Linked DNA regions of Mus musculus: all the other regions are linked to region 1. The links are chromatin contacts, called in public HiCAR-type, HiChIP or PLAC-seq and capture Hi-C maps. All regions are on one chromosome and are shown on one strand. Each heading gives the region's core, a stretch centred on a gene start, on an enhancer-like site or on the middle of the called end of the contact. The rest is flanking DNA. Distances are from core to core; before and after follow the strand shown.

Region 1 (7,068 bases), core at 1,301-3,800:
TCAATCCCTACAGCAAGAGCCAGTCTGGGATCCAGCATGAGCTCCACTGCTCTCCTCTCCCCTTACCTGGGTCCTCTTGCTGATGCCGGGCCTTCTGTACCCCCACTTTCTGGTTCACCTTCCTCTCGCTGAGCCTCCACTATGTTCTAGTCTCTGAAGTCTACTATATCATTATCTTCAGTACTTTTTAGTACTTTTTTATCTGCCTCATTGAAACAGGATCTTACTATGTAAGCTCAGGCTGGCCTCTCCATCTCCTGCCTCTGCCTTCCCAGTGCTGTACCTGGAGAATGCCATGGTATCTCACCTGAGCCTTAGAGCAGGTTCTTGGAAGTTCCCCAGTCCCTGGCCCACCTCTCTCCTCCAGCCTCCCCCATCTCCAAGCCTCCCCAGGGTGGAAGGCTCACTCACCTACTTGTAGCACTCGATCCACAGCCCCACTCTGTAGCAGGTGCAGCCCACGGGTGAATGGTACCCGGGTGTCCTGCTCACCTTCTGGGGGCTGGTAGCCCAGTGATGAGTACATACAGATCTCCCGCTCACTTCGTGGAAAAGACCAGAACACAATGCGCTTCTGAACCGGTTCCGGCACCCGGGAGAACCTTTCCTCCACCTGTGGGGAGTGCTGGTGGGTTAGAAACCTGGGATTGAATCCTGGCTTTGCTGTTTATAAGCAGCACAATCTTGCTGCTTATAAACAGCACCTGACTTCTCTGAGTCTGTCTTCTCAAGTATAAAATAGCAATGTGACAATCAACCATCCTATGGAGATTGGGAAGATAAAATATATATAAGTGAGCCACGAATGGTGGTACACCTTGAAGTCCCAACAACTTGGGAGGCTATACTTGTGTCAACTAGTTCAACACCAGCTTGGATGATACAATGAAACTCCCAGGAACAAAATAGGTTCCAATACAATCATATTTATTTACAACAGTGCCTGGCTCATAGTTAACATTCTAGAAGCTCTTACTGGCAGGTCGCAGGGGTCTGGGGTAAAACCCTCCTCAGCCCAGGCTTTGTGCAGGACAAGAAGAAGTTAGATACACGTGTGAGAAAGACCGAGGACGTGGGTTCCTAGCCTTCCCTCTGCTCAGCCCCTTATGGAGATGGCATCTTCACAGGGACACAAGATGCTGAAACCATAGCACTGGGTCAGTGTCACAGCCTCAGAACGAGCCTGAGGAAGCTGGCATGACAGCTTGAGAACCTGAAGGGGTCAGCATTACTACATCAGAGATGAAGTCAGCTCTTCAGGATCCCTAAACCAAATTGTTCAGACTCCCAACATCAGTTCCACCCTGGGTATTTCTTCCCCTGTTCCTCCCCTGAGGAAAAAAAAAAAAGCCCCTTCTCTAGGAGGGAAGGGCTGACCTGCCATCCCCTGTAGACTCCAAGGAATGGAGCCAGCATTCGAGGCTGTGTTCCAATCTGAGTTGGCTAGTGACTGGCTGGGTGACCTTGGGCAAGTTTCTCAACGTCTCTGTGCCCCAGTTTCCTCAAAGTGAGAACAACTCCACAAGGGCTCCAGAACCTGCCCAGAGTTCTCTTAGCACCTGGCTGGGCCAAGGCAGATCTGTGAGAGTCCTGAAGACAGTTTTACGGTTCTTCTGTGCATGTCACATAGGGTGAACAGCACGGAGGCCCTACCCAAGGTTTCTACGAGAGAAGGGGGAGTCAGTGATTCGGCTCCTGACAGTTGGCAGATGACTAAGGAGGGATTTTCCGGTCATGAATCAGAGCCTGCTCAGTCCACGGTCAGTCCAAACCCATCCATCCTAACTCAGGAAGAGTTGTGAGGCCAAGAACACTCAAAGTCAGACTGAAAGACAGCTGTATGGGACTGAGAGGAGCCTCGGACCCTTCCCATCTTCTTGGGGGACCCTTAGACAGAGAGAGGGGAATTTTTTCTCGGGACACCACTCCACAAGTCACAGAGTAGGGGTTCCAGGAGCCTCTCTGCCTCTGTATCCCAATCTTGGCTCTGGAATAGCTGGAGGGAGGGGGAAGGGGGGAGGAGGGGCACAGAGCCCTTCCCTCAGTGACCCTGCCTCTTGTCCCACAGTCGGGGATCTGGAGAGGACTGGTGGGCTCTGGAGGCTGGAGCAAAGGGATACAGGGGTGTCATGTATAGGCCCTGCAGAGACGGGGGTCTTCTTCCTGGAGGGTGGGACAGGGAAACCCTACGGCAGGAGTGGGGCAGTGTGGGTCTCTGGGCTGGTGTGTCTCTTGAGGAAGAAAAGAGGTCAGAATAGAGACCCGGAGGGTCGCGGGCAGAGAGGCTCGGGGTGCGGGGCCCGGGGTGGCGGTGTGGGGGGCTGGCTGCTGGGGAGGGGGCGAGGTGTGAGGCCTGGGGCAGGCCGGGGCCTTACCTGCTCGAAGGCCCAGCTCTCGGCCACCCGCTTGGCGCTAAGGTCCAACAACGGCTCGGGGCGACTGCGACGGGCCCCGGTCCCGGGCTCGTCCCCCGCGGGGCAGCCCCGGCTGCGCTTGGCCGCCGGGGGCTCCATCCGGCCGAGCCGGCCGGACGACGCGGCCCCTTTAAGACTCTTCACAACAATGAAGCCGTCTTAGCAGCCGCTGCCTCCTCAGACGAGGCCCCGCCCCCACCGCCCTATTTCTCCCTTTCTATTGGCTGTCCTCAAAGACCCGCCTCCAAGATGCCGCTGTTCATTCGACAATCTCCACGTCCGTCTTTTCTGTGCCATCCAATAAGAGGTCGCAAGAAGAGTCGCTGTCCATCACGGGGCGGTATGAGCCAATCAAAATGAGGGAACCCCACGGCTTGGCCTTGTGAGGAGTTTCGGGGAGGTCTCACGTTCATTCACAACATTCCTTCTCCGCCCCTTTGGGCCGGCCCTCTAGCCTGGCGGCTGGGGCTGCGCCTACACACGGCTTTGTTTACGGAGGGTCGCTTCCGGCCGCCTCCCGGCCGGGGTTGACTCTCTCTGAGCTGTAATGACCCTAGAAACTCAATAACCTCTCTGGGCCACTGGTACAGTTTGGATGCTCTAAGAGCCGACCCGGGCCAGCACAGTCCTTCCTAGCAATGCGCTCGCTGTGGGCTGTTAACTTTACGAGTTCCTCTTGAGCTGCGAGCTAAGACACCCCAATCCTTTCTACGTCTGTGGAATGAACATGAAATTGCCCATTTCGACCCATGAGAGTGTTAGTTTCATTAGATTGGACTTAATGCATGTCAAATCCCCCACTTCGAATCGTTTTTTCCCCCTGACTCAGCTTATATTTTCCACAGTGCGGAAGCCACTCACCATCTTCGTCATTTTTCCACACCCCACCCCCATGACCTAAGAGAACCTTGCGTTTTCCTACCGTCGCGGCCTCTCCAGCATCATTTATTCATCTAGTCCAGGATTAGATGGCCCACCACCCTGCACTACCTCTGAACCCCCCCCCCCCTTCTCTCATTATGTAACCCTGGTTAGTCTGATTGGAGATCCTCTTGCCTCATCCTTTAGAGCTCTTTGAGATACCAGGGTAGGGGGGTTGTTAAATGTCTCTCTGAACTCTGAGCTCCAAGGATCAAGTGTACGTCCATGGGGAGACAAGTCAGCACGTGGAACAGCGCCCAGCGTACAGTAGCAGTTCAGACTAAAACCTGCCAACATAGCTGTGATCCCATTTAGTGTTTAGGATCCTCAAAGCAGGAAAAACCCAACCTGGTCCACAGAAGCCGACTAGCCCACTGGTTGCTTTTGGACAGACCCCTCCCCACCGTGGCAACTAACAGTCACTCATAAGTAGCCTGTGAACCCTTGAAACAGGGCTGCTCAAGTGGGGCTCTTTTGTAGGGGGAAGAACACAATGGAGGAACTGGAGAGATGGCTCAGAGGTTAAGAGCACCGGTCAATGGATCCCAGAAGACTTGAGTTTGATTCCTGGAACCTACATGGCACATGATCGCTGTGACTCCAACTCCAAGGGAATCTTACATCCCCGGCGGGACCCTGTCTCAATAACAGCAGTGATGTCTTAGTTTTCTTTGTTTCTTTATTTCCATTTTGTTTTTGTTTTTGTTTTTGTTTTTCGAGACAGGGTTTCTCTGTATAGCCCTGGCTGTTCTGGAACTCAATTTGTAGACGAGACTGGCCTCAAACTCAGAAATCTGCCTGCCTCTGCCTCCTGAGTGCTGGGATTAAAGGTGTGCACCACCATGCCCAGCCCATGTGTGGGTTTTTTTTTTTTTTTTTTTTTTTTTTTTTTTTTTTTGTGATTGGGTTACCTCACTTAGGATGATATTCTCCAGATCCATCCATTTGTCTAAGAATTTCATAAATTCATTGTTTTTAATAGCTGAGTAGTGCTCCATTGCGTAAATGTACCACATTTTCTGTTTATTTGTTTTGTATTGTTGTTTTTAGGCTTTTTAGGGTAAGATGAGTTGAGTTAATGCAGCAGCTATTCACTTTCCTAATGCTGTGGGCCTTTAATACAGTTCATGTTGTGGTGACCCCCCCAACACCATGAATTATTTTTGTTGCTACTTAATAACTCTAATTTTGCTACTGTTATGATATTTTTGGAGATAGAGGTCTGCCAAGGGGGCAGTCACAACACACAGATTGGGAACCACTGGCTTAGAGGGTAAAGGTGATCACCATTAACCGAGAGGATCTGCGTTCAATTCCCGCAACCCACATGGTCGGAGAGAACTGACTCTCACAGGTGTCATCTGATCTACACGTGTGCTGTGGCACATACATGCCTTATCACCATAATAAATATAACGATTTAAAAGCATTTTTAGGGGGGAGGGTATAGGGAACTTTCCGGATAGCATTTGAAATGTAAATAAAGAAAATATCTAATATAAATAAATAAATAAAATTTAAAAAGCACTTTTAGAAAGCCAGGTGTGATGGTGGTCGGCTGGCATCCTGGCACTCTGCAAGCATCCTGAGTTCAGGGGAGCCGAGGATGCATCTTGGGAGCTATTTTGAAACAAAAGAAAACAAAAGAAAAAGAGTGGGTGGGAGAGCGAGAGAGCTCAGAGTTAAGGCACCGACTGCTCTTCCAGAGGACCCTGGTTGAATTCCCACCACCACAATTGCCTATAACTCCAGCTCTAGGGGATGTCTCATCCTCTTCTGGTCTCCAAGGTAACCAGGCATACACACGATGCACAGACATATATGCAGACAAAACACCCATACACATAAAATAAAAATAAATTCTTGGCATGTGCACACATATATACACACCCAGACAGAAAGTAAGAACAATTTAAAAAATCAGAGTTGCTGTCTTGGCTGGGGTGCGTTCTGTGATAGAGTGCTGTCTTTGCTCGCTAGGCCCAGGGTTCCATCCTCCATAACAAAAGAAGGAAGAAGGGGAGGAGGGGTAAGGAGAGGAGGGGAAAAGAGGAGGAAGGGGGATGAAAAGAATGAAATCCCCTAGCCTGGAGGTGGTGGCATATGCCTTTAATCCCAGCACTTAGGAGGCAGAGGCGGGTGGATCTCTGTGAGTTTGAGGCCAGGCTGTTTACAGGACAACCAAGGCTACAAAGAAGGGGAAAAACAAAATCCCCACAGCCTAGCCACAATGACAGTGACAACTACTTTCCATTTCTCTGATGGGAAAACTGAGGCTTAGAGAAACCTGCTTGCCAAGGTCACCCAGCAGGAAGAAGTTGCCTGGAAGGGCTGCAAGCCCCTAGTTTGCAGAGCTAGGGTAGTCAGACAGGGCCTCCATGTGGAACATGCTGGGGCAGAGACAGACCCATGGGAAGGGGTAGCCAGGGTGAGGGAAGGCTGGCGGGGGAGGGGTTAGCGTCTCCCTTCTGAGTGGGCCTTAGGGGCTGGCTACCGGGGAAATTTGTCAGAGTCTCATCATGAAGAGTTATCAAGTGTTCTGCCCATGAAAAATACAGCTTTTATTCAATAATAAGGACAGCTTTTAGAGTTATTTCATTTATTGACACAGGGTCTCAGTGGACCAGGCTGGCCTTGAACTCCCTGTGTTGTTGGGAATGACCCTGAATTTCTGACGTTCTCTTCACATCTGCAGTGCTGTGCTCACAAGCCTGTGCCACCACAGTTTATCCAGTGCTATGGATCTATCCCAGGGGGATTCATCTGCGCATTCTGTCACCTTAACACTCTGCCACCTAAGCTCAACTTTATTCTTTGAGATAAGGTCTGGCTTGGAATTTGTTATATAGTCCAGGCTAGCCCTGAGTTCCTGATGTTCCTGTCCCAGCTTCCCAAGGGCTGAGGTTACAGGTGTATTCCAAAATGCCTGGCTGCTTACTTTCTTTATTCTGTCAGGGTGGATATCGATATTGACAGAATCCCCTCTCACAAGTGAGGCAGCTGGGGAGCAGAAAGGCTGAGTGTTGACCTGACTGGGGTCACAGTAGATGAGGGTCTGAATCTGGGTTCAGAAAACAGGACAGATGATGGAAGTGAGGTCCAGAGAGGCCGGGAAGCTGCCCATGGTCACACAGCAATCCTAGTGTGAAATGGGGGGGGGGGTCAGAATAGATCCAGGAAAGTTGAGGGTGTCCCCCAAAGTCTCAAGACTCATTTCAAACATGCCCCTGTCTTAGGAAAGGTGGTGGCAGTGGTGTTCCAGCATTGGCAGCCCCCGACCCCTGCTGGAGCTGAGGCTCTGGCTTCAGGAAGTCCTAGCCATGTCTACTCAGCACGAGCCATGAGCTCACTGTCTAGGTATCTGGAGCTCCTGACCCTAAACCCAAGTGCTCTCGACCCACAGGCGAAGTAGGGCTGCCCTACAGGCTCAGATGAGGGAGAGGACACAGATGTAGTCTGGGGGACATATCTACCCTGAGGGTTCCCCTGTTCTGCTAGCGACAGCCAGCTGACACAGCCCTGCCAGCAGCAGCAGCAGCAGCTGACGCAGGCTTGCTTGTGGTGGCGCCACAGCTCGGCAGTCCTGCTGGCCAGTTCAGCTTTGTGAAACCTTTTGGAAATATAAGCTCATAGGTAGTGTTGCCAGGAGAAGTTGCATTCCAGACAGGGAAAAAGTTGTGTCTGAAATCTCATTTGATGGTTCCCTAGGCCTAGAGAAGGGGCCTCTAATGGC
Region 2 (7,068 bases), core at 1,524-4,023, 450 kb after region 1:
GAAGAGCAGATATGACCAGTGCACCTTCTGTTCTAGTTGCATGTGGAGGGGCCACCTGGCCATTTCTGCCTTCATACTGCAGGGCCAACTCCCACCAGTTTTGCATTCCAGCTGTAACTAGTTGACACCATCTGTCCTGGATACCTGACTCATTAAGGCCTAGGAACAGCCAGCCAGTCTATGCCCCAGCAGTTCCCCTTGGTCCACATCGGTCTCTGTGCATCAACAGCTAAAGCAAAGTTGCAGCAGCAGCAGCCAGTGGTGAGAATAAAGGTAATTCTAAAGATGCTGAGGTGATATCAGCCCAACTAACAGAGACAACTGAGAGGCAAGAGGGGGGTTTTCCTGGAGAGCTGCAGCAGCAGAGAAAACAATCTGAAAGCACCAAGTTCTGTAACACAGGCTGCTGGACCAGTCCTCAGCTCCCCTCCCCCATCAAGAGACCAGGCTGGAGGGCATGGCCCAGAAGATGGTGGAGTTCTGGAAACTCCAAGGATAAGAGGGAAAATGGAGACTCAAGAAAATCATCAATAAACCCAGTACTGCCTGATACCAGCAACCCAGAAGTTTGTAGCTGACTCTGGTGCTGAGGATGTCCAGTCAAAGTCACCAAGACAGTGTGTGGTCCTCATTCCTATACAATCCCCGCACTGGGCTGATGGGCAAGAGGGCTATAGTTTAAGACTAGTTAGGCTATAATAAGTTCAAGGTCAGCCTGAGCTAGAGTAACATCAACCAAAAAAACAACACTAAAACAAAAACTTTACCCTTCCAAAACAAGGAACACACTGTTAACCTTGCAATTAGTCTAGAGTTGGAGCAGTGTGCTAAGAAACCAAAGTAAGGCGCACAAAGTCCAGGCAAAGCAAAATCTCACTCCCAAACCACTACCACCCTCTTCTACAACCACTTCCTGCAGCAGAACCAGCACTTTCATGAGCCCCGTGCCCCTGACTCCCAGATGCGGGATGGGAGAGAAGGTATGAGCAGGATGAAGAAGCCCACACACAGTTCCTTGGAACTACTGCAAGGGGATTGACTGAGCCGGTCTAGAGAGCCCAGGAAAGGCCAGGTCCAAGAAGACTCCAACAGGGAATTGGAACAGCAGGAATTTCTCTGCTGATACCCAAGGAGGGCGAACTTGACTTAATAGGCATAGGCCACAGTCTAGTCATATGACCAGGGACAAGCCCCGCCCCGAACCCCAGCTTCTTTCTCTGAAAAGAGAAAGCCAAAGACCCAGCGGTGGCGAGTAATCAATGAACTAGCTGGTTCCACGCTTAGCATACAACCTGCCCTAGAAGGGGCACCAAGGAGGGAGGGAAGGCCCTGGGACCAGGAGCCCTCCTTCTCCCTCCCCCAGGCACAAGTCAGGATGTGTAGGTACCTGTTTTGTCTCAAAGACACAACAGAGCTTCAGGCAGTCACCATCCCAGGAGGCGACAGAATATTTTATCTCCCAGGAGGAGACAGAATTCAGGCCCAGGCAGCAGGTTGGGCCTGGAAAGCTAGGGCGTATTGCAACGCTGTGAGGGCTCATCTTCTAGACTGGAGCCCCCAGGTTCCGGCGCCAGAAGGCTGAGAACGATTTCAGGACTCTAGAATAATCAGGTAATGTCTGCTGGGCTGCCTCCATAGTGGGTGGGGTAGGGCGGTGGGTTGAGTAGGGGCCATACACACCGAAAACAAGATGTTTGAACTAGGTATCCGGTGCAGCCCACGCTAACTCCCATCCAGCCGCTGGCCTGTCCTTGTTAGCAGTTGGCCAAGGTGTCAGAGAAGAGGCGTGGGAAAGAGGAACCCCCCCCCCCCGGTTCTGACCCTAAGCAAACATACGGAGATGTGTGTGTGTGGGGGGGGCAGATCCCTTAGCTCACACCAGGTTTTCCTAACCTGCTCCCCACATCCTAAACCATAGGCCCTGGGCCGCCTGCAAACTCCCAACACGCCCAGCCTTACCTGATGCCCTCCCGTCGGAGTTTACCCGCACATCTCTAGTCTCTGACCTCGTGCGACCCCCTGCAAATATCTTAGGGCTCTCTCCAATCCGCCCCCACTCGAGCAAGCTCCGCCCACCCCCCCCCAAGTCTAACTTCCCGGGCTTTTCCTCACCTCCCCCCAAGGCCTGTAACCTGACCCGCCCACCCCCTTCCCCAGCGCCCTCTACCTGCAAGCTCCGGCCCTCCCGCACCCCTCCAGGCCTTTTCCCTCGGGCGGCGCAGCCCTCCGCCCTCCCACCCCCCGCCAGCCCGAGGCCTCCCCTCCCCCCTCCAGCCTCGCCTGCCGGCTCCACGCGATTACCCCCTCCGGCCCTGAGACTTCAAGGATCCCGCGACCCGCGCCTCCCCCGAGCGGCCTTCAAGCCCTGCGGGCCGGGCCCGCGGGCTGGACGCTGTAGGCCGCCAGCTGAGATTCGGCCATCTCACTCTTGCCCTCCCGCCGCTGTCAGCGCCGCGGGCTCGGCTTCTGGTTCGCAGCAGGGCGCCCGGAGGCCTCGCCTCTCGGCCCTCCGCCGGAACCTCTGATGTCCTCGGGCCGCCCCGGGCGGGAGGAGGCCGGAATTGGGCCTGGGGCGGGCCATCTCACCTGCGCTGTGGCCGCGCTCCGGGGCCTCCCGGCGGGCTCCGCAGCGGCAGCTGGGGCCGGGCCTGGGCCCGGGGCGCGCCTCCCTGCGCCTCGGCCTCGGCCTCCGCCTCTGCGGCCTCCGCGGCCTCCGCCTCAGCAGCAGTGGTAGCCGCGGCGGCCATTCATTGTGGGCCAGGCCGCCCCAGCCGAGCGCCGAGGAAGCGCACGGCGCTGCCGGCAGGGAGGAAAACTGCCTCGGCCCCGCCCCTTAGGCAAGCTTAGCCGCGCTTCGAGCGCTTCGGTTCTCACCAGCTCCTCTTTCCTCCCGGGTCTCGGTTCTGTAGACGGGCTAAGTTGAGTGACTGCGGGACAGGTTGCTCTGTATCTTGGAGCTTCAGTTTCTTGTAAAATGAGAACAACTGTTGTTCCAGGAACAGTTTAGGCTCTTTGTGGAAATGAGGTTTCATGGAGCTGAGCTGAGTAAACTATCAAGATCACAGGAAAGTGAATACGAAGATTTAAACTTAGGTTCAAGAGGTTAATAAAGTGAAAACTCAGGATGCTTATGCGATGTGAAGTTCTGTTAGCATTTTGCACTAACTCAGATAATTATACGTCTTATAACTAATGTTAGAGAGGCCTGACTACTTTTTGGATGGGTAGCAGAGTCAAGAACAGAAGAGTGCGGACTGGATTAAGAGTGTCTACTGGCCGGGCAATGGTGGCACACACCTTTAATCCCAGCACTTGGAAGGCAGAGGCAGGATTTCTGAGTTCGAGGCCAGCCTGGTCTACAGAGTGAGTTCCAGGACAGCCAGGGCTACACAGAGAAACCCTGTCTCAAAAAAATTAAGAGTGTGTACTGCTCTTGTTGAATAGAGTTCAGTTCCCAGCAGTCATGTCAGATGGCTACAGTTCTAGAAACTATCACCTTTTTGCTCTTTGAGGACTTACACACAACTGCACACATACACAAAAATAACAAAAAAATAAAATTTTGAAACAAAATAAGTACCGTTGGGCCTGGTAGAAATGCCTGAAATCTCACCATATGAGAGACTGAGGCAGGAAACTCTAATCTGCCCTGGGCTATATAACTCCAGGACAACCTGGATTAAGAGTGCCCTCTACCCCCAATTAACAGATAACATATAGCAAGGCAAGCTAAGATAACTCTCACATCCCGGATCTCCATATTTTCCTGATGCATACATTAGGCCAACACTCAGTCTGAGTGGCTCCTTTGCACACTTCCCAGGCATTCGGTTATTTAATCTTTGCCCTTGACAGCTAAGATTCCTATTTAACAGGTAAGGGAAATAGGAGCCTTACATTTTAATTAACTTGCCCAGAGTACGTGGTGGGACTGAGATTCAAAGACAGTGAATACTATTCTAGAGCCTGAGTTAACCTACAAGGTGCACACAGAAGACATCTAAAGGTGCAGAGTGCCTCCGCTTTTTGCCCTGAATTAAACTAGTGAAACTCCCTTGTAGAAGAGTTGTATTATTAAGAATCACTGGTGTAGTGTAGCCTGCGCACTTCCTTCCCTAGAAGAGTCTTGACCCTGGTCGCCCACTGTAGGTAATGTCTCTAATTGGTCAGTTATTGTCATGTGATTGGCCCGCCCTCTTTGCCAACATGGCGGCTCCCAGGCCCTAATGCGAGAAGCATGCACCGTGACTCGTTGGATCCTGTGAGCGGAAGGGAGACGCTTGTCCGGGTGGGTGGGTGGGTGGGTGGGTGTGTGGGTGTGGTGGGAAACCTGAGCCGAAGAGAGAAGTTTGTCCGGGTGTGTGTGTTGGGAAATCTGAGCCGCGGGCCTTAGCCTCTGTTGGGTCCAGTGCCCTCGAGAACGCAGGATGTTATGGAGGCCACCGGATTTTAGTTTCTACTTTATAGATATAGAGGCCACCCCCGCCCCAGAATGCAGCTCTCTGACCTCCCTATGCCTTTTCCCTTCTCTCGAAAACGGCAGGCGGGTTGAGGCGCCCGCGGATGTCCCTCGCGAGGACGATCCTGTGGCTAAGCCGTCCTCTCCGTCCGGCCCACAGCCTCTGTAGAGCTCAGTTCATGGAACGGAAGGCCCAGAAGCCTCCCTCTCCACCAGCGATGGAGAACGGCACCCGGTCCTGGGAAGAGCGCCCACCCGCGGACCCGGTTGCGACTGTCACTGAGGGCGCCGCCAAAATCGTCTTTCCCAGTGCTAACGAGGTTTTCTATAACCCGGTGCAGGAATTCAACCGGGACCTGACGTGAGCAAGGGTCGCGGGTTAGCTTGGCCAAGGGGAGTTGGTCAGTTAGGTAGAGGTTGTACGAGAATATCAGTCCGGGACGCGGCACTCAAAGGAAGAGAAAAGTTGGTAGAGAGGCGTCAGCATTAGTCGAAGGCCAACATCTTGAAAGATGAAGGCACATACCGGATTTTTATATTAAGTGCCAGGACTATACATTCCTTTTAGGGTCCTCCTGTGTTCAAGGTGTGTGGCTCCCCTTTTCCCTTTACAATGTGGTCGTGGACTTTGACTTCCGAGAGTTAATTCCTGTAGTTGTATTCACACAGACCTGTTACTTTTCTGCAAGTCAAATTTCACGTCAGTTTACATACATTGAATTGAAGAGGGGGGGGACTTTGCAAAAGTCACCTTACGGTTTTCTGGGTTTAACTAAAGATAGAGCAGTTAGCATTTTTAGCCTTTGAGATGGGATTTCTCTACTAGAATTTGGGGCAGTAAGGAAGGGACTTTATGGATTAGGGAGGGACAACAACCTTTTCAACTGTCAAAGGGAGGACTGAGGACCTGGGCCACAGCTAAGGAGCTGGCATACAATGTGACCACCTCCCTACCATCCCCTCCTCCAGGTGTGCTGTGATCACAGAGTTTGCTCGAATTCATCTTGGGGCCAAGGGAATCCAGAGTGAGTGGAGGTTCAGGCCTGGGGGGAAGAGTATCACTCACAAAGTTCACTTCCCACTTCATCCACACCTCATTTAGGTTCCTGAAAGCTCTAGGCTCTCTGCTCTTTCTGCCTTTCTCCTGGGGGTTCAGGGAAACACCTTCTTGCATGAATCATCAGGATTTTGACCATTTGAAAGTTACGGTGAAATTTCTTAAAAGGATCATTGATAGTCTGGTTTTTGCCTGAGTGACTGCAGTCAAGGTTCCAGGAGAGAAGGACTCAGAGAAAATAGCTGTGGACTTGTCTGATCAAGAAGAGGAAACAGCTGGAAAGAATGAAAATCTGGCCCCAGGGGACTGGCCACGGACTGCTGCAGTGGGTGAGATCTGTGAGGTACGGGCCTCAGAAAGAAGTGGCCACTTGGGAGTTTGGGTGAGAGGAAGGAGCTGAGGGGCTCTAGAAAGTGGTTGTGGGAGATCCACCACAGCCCAGAAAAAAAGGAGACCTGGACATCAGTCAGAGGGATAGCTCCCTGGGAAAGCACATGCCACAAGACCCTTGAGAGTTTGATCCTCAGAATCCAGTTAGTTAGGAGCCATGTGGGTGCTGTAAAATGGTGGGAGGAGAGAACTGATTGAATTGTAAATGAACATTAAAACAGAAATAAGACATGTCTTTCTTTGCCTCCTTCCAATAGGAAGGTCTACGAGTGCTGGAAGGCCTGGCAGCTTCCGGTCTGCGCTCCATCCGTTTTGCCCTGGAGGTTCCTGGCCTCCAGTCTGTGGTTGCCAATGATGCCTCTGCCCGGGCTGTAGAGCTTATGCACAGAAATGTGGAGCTCAATGGTGTGGCACATCTTGTTCAGCCCAACCAGGCAGATGCCCGGTAGGTTGATTAGCCATTGTCATTGGTGGTGGTACCGGAGATAGAGCCCAGGCCTTCATGCGTGCTAAGCAGTGGCTGAGCAACAGCTCCAGCTCCCAAGAGGTCCCTGGAATGAGGCTTTCTGGGGACTAATCCTAACCCTGTTTAGCCTTGGGTCATACTCTTTGAACTCTTTTTTTTTTTTAAGATTTATTTATTTATTATATGTAAGTACACTGTAGCTGTCTTCAGACGCCCCAGAAGAAGGTATTGGATGCTGTGAGCCATCATGTGGTTGTTGGGATTTGAATTCACAACCTTCAGAAGAGCAGTCGGAGCTCTTAACTGCTGAGCCATCTCTCCAGCCCCCTCTTTGAACTCTTTTTTTTTTTTTTTTTTTTTTTTTTAGATTTATTTATTTATTATATGTAAGTACACTGTATCTATCTTCAGACACTCCAGAAGAAGCATCAGATTTCGTTACGGATGGTTGTGAGCCACCATGTGGTTGCTGGGATTTGAACTCGGGACCTTCAGAAGAGCAGTCGGCGCTCTTAACCTCTGAGCTATCTCGCCAGCCCCTCTTTGAACTCTTAATTCCCTTGTTTGTGAAAGAATAGTAATTTTACAGGGGTTATGCAGTTCTGTTTTTATTTTATTTATTTGTGCAGGAGAGGCCATCAGTAGGTCCTCAGGCTTGTGTTGAAAGTACTTTCATCTACCAAGTCATGGGAACAT
Region 3 (7,068 bases), core at 1,483-3,982, 320 kb after region 1:
TTGCTCCTCCCAGAGAATGACCCACCCTGGACCAGCAGTGCCAGGCTGAGAAGCCTGGCCATAGCAGAGGAGTTCTTTCCTATTTCCTTTATCCTCAGGAGACTGTAAATAGAAGGAAAGAAACTGGGGTAGTGGTTTTTTGTTTTGTTTTGTTTTGTTGTTTTCATTTTAAAAGACAGGAGGGCTGGGTATGGTGATATAGGCCTTTAATCCCTAGTCTACATAGTGGGACCCTGACAATAGATAGATAGGTAGGTATGTAGGTAGACAGACAGACAGACAGACAGACAGGCAGGCAGGCAGATCAATGACATGTCTCAGTAGGCAAACATGATTATCCCCAAGTCTGACAAGTTGAGTCCTATCTCTGGTGCTCATGTGGTAGAAGGAGAGAACGGACTCGTACATATTGTCTTCTGGTCTTCACACTAACACTATGGCATGTGTGTGTGTGTGTGAGAGAGAGAGAGAGACAGACAGACAGACAGACAGACAGAGAATCTCATATAGCCCAGGCTAGCCTCATGCTAGCTGTATAGCTAAGGCTGTCCTTCAACTCATTCTCATGCCCACCTCCCCAGTGCTGGTATGGCAGGCTTGTGCCACCATGCCTGGTTTATGTGGTCCTGGGGATAGAAATCCTGACTTTGTACATGTTAAACACATGCTCTACACTTGCTACATCTTCTGAGCTACATCCCCAAACCTCTGTCTTCCTCTTCCTTCTCTTCTTCCTCTTCCTTCTTCCTCTTCCTCCTCCTTCTCTCCCTCCTCCTCCTCCAAGCCGGAATACAGGCTTCACCCTCTTGACCCCATGTCACCCCAGGTACTTCTTAGAAGGTCCAATAACCATTGGCAAATGTGAGCTAGGCAGGCACTCTGCCACCCAGCTCCATCCCCAGAATCGGTGCCTTTTTAAATTGTTGTTTGCTGTTAGAGACAGGGTCTCGCTAAATTGCCAAATACCAACTCACTCTGAGCTGAGCTTCTGCCTTGGAGCTTGACAGGGACCCATTTAGTCCAGAGCTAACACTTGTGTCACATCAGAAAAGACGGGTCACCAAAAGCCTTGAGACACCCATATCCCCTATTTCCCACAGCCAAGCTGAGAACCCCCAGCCACAGGCACAGAGATAGAAGTTCACAAGGGCTCCAGAAGACCTGGGCTGGGGTTGGGCTGACAGACATGGCCGAAGCTGTGGCTCCAATGAGCTGGTGGCTGAGAGGGGCTTGGCTGTGTGTTTGTCCCTATCTTTCAGATCCTGACTGGCGAGGATTGGAATGAGGTCATGTATGATGGGATCAAGTCTCAGGGGGGCGTGCAGGGCGGCATGGTGTTCTCCATCTACTTCATCGTCCTCACCCTCTTCGGGAACTGTATCCTTCGTGGGCACCAGGGACAGACTGGGTGTGGGTGGAGCAGGCGGGACCCAAATGCCCAGGCTCCACCAGCCCCACCAGGCCGTGAGCTTCCTTCCATCAGCTGCTTTCCCTGACTCGACATACAGACACCCTGCTGAACGTGTTCTTGGCCATCGCAGTGGACAACCTGGCCAATGCCCAGGAGCTCACCAAGGTGGAGGGCACAGTAACCACCTGCTCATGGCAGATCATGACAGCAGGGTTTGGAGGGATGTGGGGGCTGGGTCAGGGCTCTTGCTGGGGATGGGAGCACTGGGCACCTCTCCTGGAGCCATGCCATCCCTGATCAAGATAGTTTGTAGCCCAGAAGGGGAAGGGGACAGTAAGGTGGCTTCTGAGGACAGATATTGAGCCTGCACCCAAAGGCTTGAGGAATAAGGACTTTCAGGATAATGGGCACTGCTGCCAGCCAAAGGATGGGGCAAGGAGTGACTTGGTAGGGCCTCTGGCAGAGCTGGAGCTAGCAAGGCTCAGACACAGTGACAAGGGTTGCCCCTTCCCCCAAATCACCCTCCTTCTGACTTCCACAGGGAGCATGCCAGGGGACAGTTGATAGGAGGTTCGAGACAAGGTGCACAGGTTACCTGGCTGGGAAGACAGGGTGGGTCTGCAGGCTTATGTTTCCACCTGTGACCCTGTGCTGAGGAACTAGCCAGATGGAATGCCCTCAGGCTGGCCTTCCAAGGGACAACAGTACAGAGCTGTGGTCCAGGTGCCAGGCTCCACTCCAGTCCTCCTTCGGAGAAGGGGAAACTGAGGGTCAGAAAGAAAAGATCCATGGTCGCAGATGGTATGGCCACTACTTAAAGCATCATGCAGCCAGCGTGGTGGTGTGTGACTGAGCACAGAACTGAGGTAGGAGGATTGAAAGTTTAAGACGCGTGCCACATAAAGAACCTGTGTTCCCTCAAAAAAAAAAAAAAAAAGATATGCATGTGTGTGTGTGTGTGTGTGTGTGTGTGTGTGTGTGTGTGTATACACACACACACACACACACACCACATGTGGGAAAGCCAAGGCCAGGGAAGGTAGATGCCAGTGCCATACACCAGGAACTGCAAGAGCAAAGATGGAGCCCTACAAAGGGCAGAGAAGAGCTGGGGCAGGAACTCGGGAAGAAAAGTCACCGGGTGAGATGAAGCCCAGGTTTCATTCCTACTCAGTGACGCTGAATTATCTGGGGACAAGCTGGCATCACGTGCCCCTCAAGGCATCCTCCGGCATCCTAAGTGTCCTCAGGTCCATGCCAGTCAGGCCTGGGGGAGGAAACCCTGCTTTCTGCAAAGCAGCTCACGCCCCCTGGTGGCTGTGAACAGAGCAGCCAGATTATGGGCTGCGCAGAAAACCCTGGACAAGGTGGTGATGAGTGGGGCCCATGTGCCAGAGCTGGGCTCATCGGCCTTGGAGGAGAAAACATAGAGAAACCGCAGTTTGTGCAGTCTTGAGGTGTCAGGGACAGAGACCATCTTTCCTGCAGCCACGGCTGGCTCTGCAGAATTAACACACAATGCTTGCAGGCAGAGTCTTCCTCCCAGCCCCGGAGCCCCTCCCCAGTGCCTCAGAACCCAGGACTGCAAGGCTACAGGGGTAGGGGCTGCCAAGCTTCCATCTGTTTGCCCTGGCAGGAGGGAGGGAGAATTTCCCAGCCCCACCTCCGGCAGGGAAAAGCGGAAGTCTCCCACCCCAGGCACAAAGCCAAGAGTTCAGCCACCATGAAGCTGGCTGGCATGTGTCACCACAGTCCGATCCAGCCATGAGCTCATCCAAGACACAGGAGGCTGGCATGGGAAGACAGGCCAGCTACACTCCAAAGTGAAGGCAGCCATCCCCCTGCAGACCCCCGTCTTCCCCTTCATCCACTGTACATGTGGCTCACACCATTGTAATCCCCAAGCAAAGGAAGGGACTTGTTTGAGCTACATTTTACAGATACCATGCCTCATCCGTAATCATGGATTGACTACCAACAGTGAGCACAGGCTCGAAGCCAGGGAGAGTACGGTGAGCAAGACAGACAGACAGACAACAGTCCCTGCCCTGGGAGGACAGGATTCAGGTTGTAGAGGCAGGCCAGAAATCAGATGCATTTTTAAAAGCACTGTTTGTTAGTGCTGAAGGGAATAGTGCAGTGGGTTGAGTCAGGGAGTCCTGGAAGCTTGGTCATGAAGAAGAGACACAGAGAAATGGAGAGATTTTACTGAGGGTCACACAGCAATAAGTGGTTATGGCTGGGATTTTCACCCTGGCTGAATCTGAACCTTGTGGTTTTCTCCACTGCACACGAGACAATTAAACCTGAATGTGCTTCACACCCACCCAGCTGCCGGCTGAAAGTGTAGATCCCGAAGGCAGCCCTGGGTCTGCAGGTGCTGCCGGGGCCGGGAAACATTCGTTTTCAGTGTGGCTGAGACCAATGTTCCAACCACCTGGGTCTAAAAGATGCTGGACACGGTGCCTGACATCAGGGAACCCTGTCTCCTGTCACTGACAGTGATTAAGGTGCAGGTTACTTCTGTTCCAGGGGAGCTTAGAAAGTGGGGGCAGTCCCCATAGCTTCTCTTATTGGTGGGTTTGGTTTTATCTCTTTCCTCCTTGTTTTTTCTTTGTCTTTCCATTGATGGGTTTTTCTTTTCTTTCTCTCTCCCTCTCTCTCTCTCTCTCTCTCTCTCTCTCTCTTCCTTTCTTTCAATTTTTTTGTTTTTTTTTAACAAAGAGTCTCAATTTGTAGCCCTAGCTGACCTTGAACTCACTATGTAGACCAGGCTAGCCTCAAACTCACAGAGAACTTCCTGCCTCTACCTCCTGAGCATTAGGATTAATGGCGTTCATCACCTGCACCACACTGGGCAACTGAGGGCTTTTCTGCGACATAGTGAAATGACTTTAAGTCCCCAACCACCTAGGCCATGAATTGAAACCATAAGCCAACCCCTCTCTCCCCATCTTCCCACAGTTGGGGCTGCGGATAGATCTTATAAACCCCAGACTGCCTTTGGGCTGTTGACAGTTGGGGAACCTACGGCTCTGCCTCTGGGGATGTCGAAGGGAGCGGATTCTGAGCACTTAAACGACCTGTAAAGCACAGAACACCTACAGACACAGGGCTGGGAGTGCAGCTCAGGGACAGAGCTCTGTTCCAGCTAGCATAAAACCTGAAACACAGTTGGGGGAACAGAGGCAGGGTAGCCAGGCATGCGTGCATGTGCCTGTTATTCTAGTACTGGGGAGGCTGGGCTGAGACCATCTCAAGTTCCAAACCAGCTTGGGCTACCAAGGTTAATAAGCTAGCAAGCCAGCATGACCACACGGGAATGGCAGTATACTTCACCACCCAGTCTGACGGGGGTGGGGGGTGGGGTGGGGGGCTTGGTTCTAACTGGTGAAGGTCCAAGCTGAAGTTACTTCTCAGTACTTCACTTTTGCCCCAGCTGGCAGCGAGGTGGGAAATCCCCCCCTGGAGGTGGGAAGTGCCCCCCACCCCCGCCAGGCCCTTTGTTCTTGTGAACAAGAATCCCACTTACCTTCCAGGATGAGCAAGAAGAGGAAGAGGCAGCCAATCAGAAGCTGGCTCTACAGAAAGCCAAGGAGGTAGCAGAAGTGAGTCCCCTGTCTGCAGCCAACATGTCCATAGCCGTGTAAGTATCCCCAAGCCTTAAGCGCCACCCAGGCAAGGATGTGGGGAGAGTTAGCGTGGCCCCTAACTGCTGAGCCTGGGAGAGGTCGGCACCTTTGCTTTCTCGTCCCCTTTCACTCTGTATTTAATGAACACCTACAATGAGCCTGGTCCTGTTGTAACTGCTGGGAAGGCAGCATCCATGTCAGGGAGGGGCACTGTTGTGTAGCTGTTCAAGTCAGAGAAATAATAAATAATAAGCAAGACAAGTAAGTAAATTATACCCTGTGGAACCTCCAGGAAGCATCTGGGAAGGGGCAGGGAGCTGAGGAGTGCAGAACTTGAGCCAGGCTTCACTGCAGCCCCACAGATGTGACTTTATAGCCAGGGGTGCTGGCACATGCCTCATTCGAGATAGAGACAGGCAGATCTGTGTGAGTTCAAGAACAGCCAGGTCCAGACTAGGCATAGTGAGATGCTGTCTCCAGAAAACAAACTTGTTAGGAAAGGTGTCTTCATTAGGGTTTTACTGCTGTGAGCAGACACCATGAACAAGACAACTCTTATAAGGACAACTAATTAATTGGGGCTGGCTTACAGGTTCAGAGGTTCAGTCCATTATCATCAAGACAGGAACATGGCAGCATCCAGGCAGGCATGGTACAGGAGGATGGAGAGTTCTACATCTTCATCAAAGACTGCTAGCAGAATACTGACTTCCAGGCAGCTAGGATGAAGTTCTTAAAGTCCACACCCACAGTGACATAGCTACTCCAACAAGGCCTCACTTCCAAATAGTGCCTTCTGGGCCAAGCATATTCAAAGCATGACAAAAGGCCTTGCCTAAAAAGAAACAAATTTTGAAGGAAATGAGAGAGGAGGCAAGGCTCGGAGGCAGGGGTGTTCCAGGAATGGGAAAGAGACTAGCATGGCTGAAAAAGAGTGAGTGAGAGACAGACTTAGAGGAAAATGTAGGGAAGGGAACAGAATAGGCAAGGCTAGACCACAGGAAAAACTTGTGCTTGGGCTCCAAGAGTTGTTGTTCCCCAGTTAAGTTACAGCCAGAGAGAGTTCTTGAGCAGTGGAGGTTTAAGACCAGACTCAGATACCCTCTAATTATTCTTGTGGTAATAGAATGTAGTGGGGTGGGGATCTTATGTGTACCTGAAGGTCAGACTCAAGAACCTGGGCTGGCTCAGGCAAAAGAGATGACTGGGCAAGGTCATGGGTGCAGCTGCGATTCAAGACAGATTCTAAGGGAAGAGCAGACACTTCACTGGTGAATCAGAGGCAGTGACTTGGAAAGTGTCTTAGTTAAAGGGAGGCTCAGGAACACCCACATTCAGAGCCACATCTCTGCTGATGGCTAGTGGGAGTGGCTATGGCAGGGCAAAGGCATGCACAGCCAACTGCTTTCCTCCAGGGGTGCCCATGACTCGAACCTGCACACCCCAGCTGCTCACCACCCAGAAGAAAAGGATCGGAGATGGCTTCATGTGCTGCCATTTAAATTGTGTGTTTGTTCGTTTGTTGGATTGTTCTTTCATTCATTCTGGCACTGGGGATGGAACCCAGGGATTCATTTGTGGTAGGCAGGCAAGGCCTCCGTCACTGAGCCACACAACCAGCCCCTCACTGGTAGAATCTTGAACTCTGGTAGTGTGACAATGGGAGCCTGTAGTGAGGCAGGGTATTTTAATGAAAACCCAAACTGCACAGCTCAAGGTGCTGGAGAAGCCGAGAGAAAGAAGGTGCCAAGGGCGGCCCAATATCCCGTTCAGAGGCAGTTCTTCATAACCTAACTTCCTCCAAGTAGACCCTGCCCCCTAAAGTGTGCCACTTCGCGTTAGCCCATGTGTCTATAAGTCCATCAATGGACCAATCACACACCTGTCTTCTTATCAGTGAAGGTGTGAAACTGGCCTAGAGAGAGTCCAAGAGAAAGGGCCGGTAAAATGGCTCGGGAGAGGGGTAAAGAATCTTGGCACCAAGTCCTACAACCTGAATTCAGACTCTTAATAGTGGAAGAGAAC
Region 4 (7,068 bases), core at 2,572-5,071, 260 kb after region 1:
AATGGGTGCGAATGTGTAAAGCTCAGAATGTTCCAGAACATTCCAGAAGAGAAGCACTGAGTACAAATCAGCATTGACCATAATGAGTCACCTCACAACATTTCAGCCAGTGATGAGGTTTGCATACGATGGGATTGGTCCCATGAGGGTGTTGATACTACTTAAATATTCCTACCTGGCTGGGGTGGGGTTCAGCAACAAAGCCTGCCTTGAGTGTGAGGGACTTCAATTATATCTCAGTGCCTGGGGAGGAAGGAGAAAGGAAAAGATGGAGCTACAGTTAGTAGGGAGGCTGAAGCAGGAGGATTGAAAGTATTGGGAGCTAATGAAATCCTGTCTTAAAATACTAAGTATCAAAACGACTGACTGGGAGCTAGTTTTGTCTGCACAAATCTGTAACTCGGAGACTCAGGAGGCAGAGGCAGGGCAGGGGTGGTAGTGCACGCCTGTAATCTCAGTAGCTTGGGAGGCTGGAACAGGATTGAGAGTCCAAGGCCAACATCCTGGGTGTCAGGCTACCCTGTGGGAGCACGGTCATTGTGAGGAGGCAGAGGCAGGAAGATCATGAGTTTCAGGGTAGCCTGGGGTACATGAAGCCGACTCAGAATCAGAGGGAGAAGCTGGGGTGTAACTCAATGGTAGAGCACGTACCTAGCTTACACAAGCCCGGAACTCAGTTCTTAGTAAGAATGGGCTTCCTTAGGCCTAGTAACTTCTTAATCCTCTGACACTGGTGTGCTCCAGCCTCACTGCTCATACATCGGTCATACATGTGGTACTCTGACACATCACCATAGTAACAGAGTTTGCTTCTGGCTCGCATATTTACCGAATACATTAGCCTTCTATCCGAGTCACAAAATACCCCAGATAACCAAGGTACGAAGAAGAAAAGTTTATTGAAGTTCACAGTTTTGGAAGTTTCTGGTAAGACAGGAGATCATGGAAGGTGGAGCATGACCAGGTCCCTCATAGCCACTAGGAAGAAGAGAGAAGGAAGGAGGAGGCTGGGGGGGGAGGTCAGTATTGCACAGTTCCTGGTGCCCACGCCTCCTCCCACCAGGGCCCCCCACCTCCTGGAGGTTTTACCACCTCTCCTGCTGCCAACATGCAGATTGGCGCTTCTGCTCGGTGAGATCCCAGACCAAGCCCATCTTCCCTCCATCAGAAAGGAGGCTCCCCCAGCTCAATGGCCAGATTGTGGGATGAGTGGATAAAAGAATCCCAGAGACATCTCAGGGCAGGTCTCACTGAGGGAATGGTTGCGTTGTCTGGTCAGAAGGGAAAAAGGGCTCTCAGCAGGTACATCACTGTCCATTTAAAAACCTTATCAAGGACCTTTGAGAATGTGCTGGCTAAAACTAGCCACATGGACAGGTACAGCCAAAGATCTCTCCGCACGTGGGGGTGGCCCACATGGAGGTGGAAGGACAACTTGGTAAGAGTTGGGGTCTCTCCTTCTGCCATGTGGGTCTCAGAGTCTAAATTCCAGTCACCAGGCTTCGCACCGTGCACGAGAGAGCTGTGGGTTTTTCCTGTCTGGCTGTGCATGGGATCCAGGGCCTCACCTAGGCTAGCAGGCTCTCTGCCACCGAGCCACACTCCCAGCCTTAGAAACCAACTTCAGTTTTATTACATGTGTGTTCTCTGTGTGTACCAGCCAGGCATTGACAAAGGGCGTCTTCTTAGATCCCTCTCTCCTTGTTTGTTAAGACAGGGTCTCTTAAAGCATCTGTTACTCACCTAGCTAGGGCCGGCTGGACAGCAAGCTCGGACATTCATTTGTCTGTGTCTCATGAGTGCTGGACTTACAGACCCACATCACTACTGTGGCTTTTCACAGGGTGCTGGGGACCCAAACTTAGGTTCCGATGCTTGCAAGAAAGACCTTTTAACCCACTGAGCCATCTCCCCAGCCCAGAAATCACATTTGTTACAAGTTTTTAAATTACATCACTGTGTGGTGTGTGTGTGTGTGTGTGTGTGTGTGTGTGTGTGTGTGTGTGTGTGTGTATACACTCACGTGTGCCTATGTCATGATGCACATGGTACACATGCAGTCAGAGTATGCTTTGTCTCTGTCAGTCTCCTCTTTCTACCATGTGGGTTCCTTCCAGGGATGGAACTCAGGTCATCAGATTTGGCAGCAGGCACCTTCACCCACTGAGCCATGCCCCTAGTCCCTCAGAAATCACCTTCCGCCGGGCGTGGTGGTGCACTCCTTTAATCCCAGCACTCGGGAGGCAGAGGCAGGCAGATTTCTGAGTTCGAAGCCAGCCTGGTCTACAAAGTGAGTTCCAGGACAGCCAGGGCTATACAGAGAAACCCTGTCTCAAAAAACAAACAAAAAAAAAAAGAAGAAGAGGAAGAAGAAGAAAGAGAGAGAGAGAGAGAGAGACAGAGAGAGAGAGAGAGAGAAAGAAAAAGAAAGAAAGAAAGAAAGAAAGAAAGAAAGAAAGAAAGAAAGAAAGAAAGAAAGAAAGAAAGAAAAGAAATCACCTTCTAAAATGTGATTGGTGATGGGTACGATGAGGTGAAGTGGGGTGTGGCTCCACACAGCCATGCAGGGTCCCTCGGATGGAGGCTGCACCTCCTCCAAAATGTGGCTTGAAGCTTGGGACTAAGAACTGCATTCATCAGGCAGGAGGGGAGAAGAGAGAACTTAGTGGTGGTTGTGGGCAGGGGCAGGCTCCTGTGGGTCCAGCTGTACCACAGACGTGGGGTTCCTTTCCATCCCCCTGCAGCAGGGAGTGCCAGGCTGCCACTGTGTCTTCGCTTGAGCCCTTTGTGTGCACGGGCTCCACCTCTGCCACTTCAACCAGCAGAAGTGAAAAATGTCACAAGGGAAAAGCCCAGCTCCAGCCCAGCAAGATGGCTCAGTGGGTTAAGGTGCTTGCTGCTAAACCTAATGACCTGAGTTCACTTCTGGGATATAAATGGTAGGAAGAGAGAATCAACTCCTGCAAGGTGTCCTGATGTGTGTATGTGCACATGCACATGCGCATACACACACACACACACACACACACACACACACACACACACACACACACACACACACTTAATGCATGTCTTGAGTATGTGGTCGTCTGAGACTCAGCTCTCAGTAGGGTATGTCTTTCTACCTTCCCAGGGACAGGGTGAAGCAGGACCTATTGGACTGTTGTCCCTCTGCACTGGCTGTTGACGGGTACCATGTGTGTCCACCCCCAACCCCCATTCCTGTTTACTTTTTACCTTAAAACAGAATTTTACTAAGTCATCCGAGGTTGGCCTTGAACTTTGCTCAGTCAGCCTTTGAATTTGTGATCCTCCTGCCTCCAATTCTCAAGTAGGAGTAGCTCAGACTATAGGCCTGTACCACCAGTCCCAGCTTGGGTACCGTGTCATGAAGCCCCACCCCCACCCCCACCCCCGAGATCAGCACTTCCGGAATATTCTTCCCACCTAGTGGTGGTCACTTCCTGTTGCTCGCTACAGAACAGGGCTATCACACAGAAATCTAAAGAGACTAATGGGCTTTGGGGATGGTATGGAGTAGGGAGATGAGAGTTGACATCTGCTTCTTAGGGGTGCCTTAATAAAGAGCCTGCCATCCTTGAAGTGGGCAAGACCCAAAGTGCCAAAGCTCCTCGGAAAAGCTGGGCAGACATGAGAATCGCTGTGCTCAGCACAGGGCTGGCTAACAGACCTTGAGGGAGGGGCTAGGAAACTATTTTTTGCTAACCCAAGAACTAAAGCAGCTCTCGCTGACGACGCTTCTCAGGCAGAGCCGCACACCTCTCTCCCTTCTCTTCCCCATTTTCTGATCTGTACTTTGCTGACTCATGCCTTAGAGCTGGAAGGAGGGGGAGCCAGACTGGCTCATTGACCTTTTTTCCCCCTCTCTTTAGTGACTCAGCTGTGATTCACATTTTAATTAATGTGTGGTGGGGGTGGGGCCTGCAGGGACCAGGGACAGTCTATCCAGTTGCACCTTACCCCGGTTCGGGTACAAGAATCAGACCTGAAAGAAGTGGGTGGCCCGAATGTACTATGAATCCCTCCTGATTCTGGGCCCCCACTGGGACGCCAAGATCCAGGGCAAGTGAATCTCTACGCAGAGCTGCAGTTTGGAAAGTTAGTCTGAGGTCAGGATGGAACCAGGCCGGAGCTCTCCTGGGACAGCTAAGGATCATGGGAATGTGCTGTCATTTCCTGGGCTGCTTTTTGGCTAGCAGCTGGGGTCCTCATCTGGCCTCCTTCCTCTGGGCTGGAAACTTGTCAGAGCCAATCACAGGCAGCTTTACTCAGAAAAAGAGAATGATAACAGCCAATCACAGTCAGCTTTGCTCAGAGAATGAGAAAAGTCCCATTTGGCCGCTCCCTGGGTCTGATCAGCACTTTTCCTGAACAATCAAGTGTAAGCCTCACTCCTTATACCAGGAGGAATACTTTTTATATCCTTCTCCATCCTCCTGAGAAGGAAACTGAGGCTGGGTTTCCAGTGGGGACAATTGAGAAAAAATAGGGACGGAAGGAGCTGGGGATGGCTCAGTTGATAAAGTGCTTGCTGGGTAAACATAAAGACCTGCGTTCCATCCTGTTCGTGTGCAAGTGACCGTGTGTGTGTGTGTGTGTGTGTGTGTGCACACGCGCGCGTGTGCGCTTCTGGCTCTCTCTGTCTGCCAACACACACAGGTCTTGGAGGTCAAAGGATAGCTTGGGTCCTCAGGCCTGGCACCTTTTCCCACAGAGCCCATCTTTTTTACTGGATGGGTAATGTTCCACTGTACACAGGAAACACAGTTCCATGAGGTGTATTCTAGATTTGCTGCAGTTTTCTTCATACTGAGGTAGGACCCAGGCTCTTTTGTCCTTTTGGCTCTGCGCCCTCAGCCCACAGCGCCATCTCCCTGTCCCTCTGTAGTCATCTACAAGCAAGAGGAAAAGCGTCCAAAAGCACTGAGAAGTGTTTCTGTCCTGGACAGAAAGCAGTCCACAGCATATCCCACCCCAAACTGCCAGCACTTCCAGCTCAGCATCCAGGAGACGGGGAAAGACCCAGCCTCTGCCAGGCCCTCCCTGGGGCACCCACTTCACACCCTAACCTCTGGTCAGGGGCAGCTGGATTCTCTTGTTCCCCACAGAAAATGAGGCAGTCTGAAGCAAAGCTCAGTTTACTGAGGAAAAGGTTTTTAAATGTTTACATTTATTTATTGTGCACATGTATATACACGTGTGTGTGTGTGTGTGTGTGTGTGTGTGTGCATCCATTTATACTTGTGTGTGGAGGTCAGAGGACATATTGTGGGAGCTGGTTCTCCCTTTCTACTGTATGGGGCCCTGGGGATTGAGCTCAGGACACCAGGCTGGGCAGTGGGGACAGTCACCTGCTGAGCCGTCATGCCAGCCTCAGCATTGTCTTGGTACAGACATCCATGCACACTTATGAAAGAAAGGACAGTTGTACACCTGGGAGTATTTTGGTGGCCTTTGAAGTTACATTGCTAAAAGGCTTTGAAATATCTTAGTGTTCTGTTTGCATCTAAGGAACTTATCTAGAGTGAGGTGGTTTATGAGGGGCCCTGGCTAAGACCACTTGCTGAGGTAAGATTGTACATCAAAGGGTATCCAAGGACTCTGTCTTAGTCAGGATTCTCCAGAGGAACAGAACTTATAGACTTAGAAAATGGAGAGAGAGGGGGGAGGAGGGATTTATTAAAATGGCTTACACAATGTGGTTCAGCTAATCAGCAATGGCTAGCTATGAACTGAAGGTTCGAGAACCCAGTAGTTGTTCATTCCACTAGGCTGGATGTCTCAGCCAGTCGTCCGTATACACTGGAACACTGAAGAAGTAGAATCTAATGCCAGAGAAGTGATGGACTTACTAGCAAGGCGAGAGAATGCAGGCAAAGAGCAGGTTTCCGTCTTCTATGCCCTGTGTATAGGCTGCCAGCAGAAGATGTGGCCCAGATTAGAGGTGACTCTTCCTACCTCACATGACCTGGATTATATGTGTGTCTTCCCACGTGAAAGATCTGAATTAGAAGTGGGTCTTCCCACTTCAAATGATTCAGTGAAGAGAAAAAAAATTCTCACAGGGGCGTCCAACACTTTGGGGTTTTAGTTCATCCCAGATATAGTCAAGTTGACAACCAAGAATAGCCATGGCAGACTCCCTTCTGCCCACAGGTCAAAGAACATGTTTTTCCTTGACTGGGACAGGGCTCTCAAAAGTATATATATATATATATATATATATTTTTTTTTTTTGAATTCTATGAGTGCATGTGTTTAGAAATGTGTGTGAGTGCAGGTGCCTGTGGAGGCCAGAAGAGAGCGTCAGATCCTCAGGGGCAGGAGTTACAGGTGATCGTGAGCTGATCTGTGGGTGCTGGGAACCCAGCACAGGTCCTCAGCCGAGCTATGAGCACTGTTAGCTGCTAAGCCATCTTTCCAAACCCTGAACATGTTGTTTAATCCTCTAGTGAGATGCGAAAAGAGTTACGGTAACTCAGATGTACTTTAACTGAGCAGGGGCTCCTGTTACTCTGATATCCTTACTTGAAATGACTCTTGAAAAGGAGAAACTGGGGATAGGTCCCTTGGGAAATGCGTGTGAGGGCCTGGGTTCAATCCCCAGCATCACTTAAAGAACCTGGAATTTCAGAGAGCATCTCTACCCCCGCGCTGGGAAAGCTTGCCGGCTAGCTAGTCTCGCCCGTCAGTGGGTGCCAGTGTGAGTGAAGGTCTCGAGCTTGGCCTCAGGCTCCTTTCTCCTCTGAGCCACCCTGCCTGCCTCAGTGCATCATTAACTCCCAGGGACCGCAAGCAGGTTCTGGAGTGAGAGGCCCCTCCCTGTCTCAGGCCATGTCACCTCCTTATATTCCCTATCAGATCATTTTAAAGAAACATAATTTTCTACCTCCTCCTCCTCTGTGTTTGGTGCCTTCTGCCTAAAAATCTGCTCTTGGCTGAATAGCTGTACCCTTAGGGAACTGCGGAGCCAGCCCTGATTCCCAGTGCTGTAAGCCCTGGAGGACTTTGGCAGATAGCAACAAGAAACAGACAAGGCTATCGAGG

Evidence for each region. HiCAR-type assays count read pairs that join an accessible place to other places. HiChIP or PLAC-seq counts read pairs in DNA pulled down with a chosen protein or histone mark. Capture Hi-C pulls out chosen DNA fragments and counts their contacts.
Region 2: a contact with region 1 is called in a capture Hi-C map of macrophages, with 3 times the contacts expected there. The contact joins the promoter of Nacc1 here to the promoter of Zswim4 in region 1. A contact is called at or near these places in 1 of 39 promoter capture datasets (embryonic stem cells), 6 of 115 datasets of contacts at active chromatin or transcription factors (astrocytes, bone marrow-derived macrophages, cardiomyocytes and 2 more) and 3 of 9 other capture datasets (liver, macrophages and pancreatic islet).
Region 3: an H3K27ac HiChIP or PLAC-seq map of embryonic stem cells shows a contact between it and region 1, with 4 times the contacts expected there. The contact joins the enhancer-like site here to the promoter of Zswim4 in region 1. A contact is called at or near these places in 9 of 115 datasets of contacts at active chromatin or transcription factors (embryonic forebrain, embryonic hindbrain, embryonic stem cells and 3 more) and 2 of 9 other capture datasets (embryonic stem cells and pancreatic islet).
Region 4: a HiCAR-type map of embryonic stem cells shows a contact between it and region 1, with 4 times the contacts expected there. The contact joins the enhancer-like site here to the promoter of Zswim4 in region 1. A contact is called at or near these places in 1 of 15 datasets of contacts at CTCF or cohesin (the NIH/3T3 cell line), 1 of 484 Hi-C or Micro-C datasets (myocytes), 4 of 115 datasets of contacts at active chromatin or transcription factors (bone marrow-derived macrophages, embryonic stem cells and trophoblast stem cells) and 2 of 9 other capture datasets (embryonic stem cells and macrophages).

The regions. Positions count from the first base shown.
Region 1 is chr8:84,234,492-84,241,559 of GRCm38.p6, forward strand. Zswim4 (zinc finger SWIM-type containing 4) reads right to left here and starts at 2,551. Exons shown (of 14, transcript NM_172503.3): 1 at 2,376-2,551; 2 at 412-613. The coding sequence starts at 2,513.
Region 2 is chr8:84,685,089-84,692,156 of GRCm38.p6, forward strand. Nacc1 (nucleus accumbens associated 1, BEN and BTB (POZ) domain containing) reads right to left here and starts at 2,774. Exons shown (of 6, transcript NM_025788.3): 1 at 2,587-2,774. It overlaps Trmt1 (tRNA methyltransferase 1), which reads left to right and starts at 4,159. Exons shown (of 17, transcript NM_001164559.1): 1 at 4,159-4,261; 2 at 4,544-4,820; 3 at 5,429-5,484; 4 at 5,723-5,859; 5 at 6,164-6,351. The coding sequence starts at 4,564.
Region 3 is chr8:84,551,754-84,558,821 of GRCm38.p6, forward strand. Cacna1a (calcium channel, voltage-dependent, P/Q type, alpha 1A subunit) reads left to right here. Exons shown (of 47, transcript NM_007578.3): 16 at 1,260-1,377; 17 at 1,509-1,576; 18 at 4,951-5,057. Among named protein-coding and RNA genes, the nearest start is that of Gm32854, 33 kb to the right of the region's middle. Within about 2 kb of position 2,733, at least 48 of the 459 cell types and tissues checked have an H3K27ac peak or open chromatin away from gene starts, as enhancers often do.
Region 4 is chr8:84,497,955-84,505,022 of GRCm38.p6, forward strand. All of the region lies in intron 3 of Cacna1a (calcium channel, voltage-dependent, P/Q type, alpha 1A subunit), which reads left to right. Among named protein-coding and RNA genes, the nearest start is that of Cacna1a, 86 kb to the left of the region's middle. Within about 2 kb of position 3,822, at least 126 of the 459 cell types and tissues checked have an H3K27ac peak or open chromatin away from gene starts, as enhancers often do. A contact at or near this core is called in the NIH/3T3 cell line, bone marrow-derived macrophages, embryonic stem cells and 3 more, where this site is marked.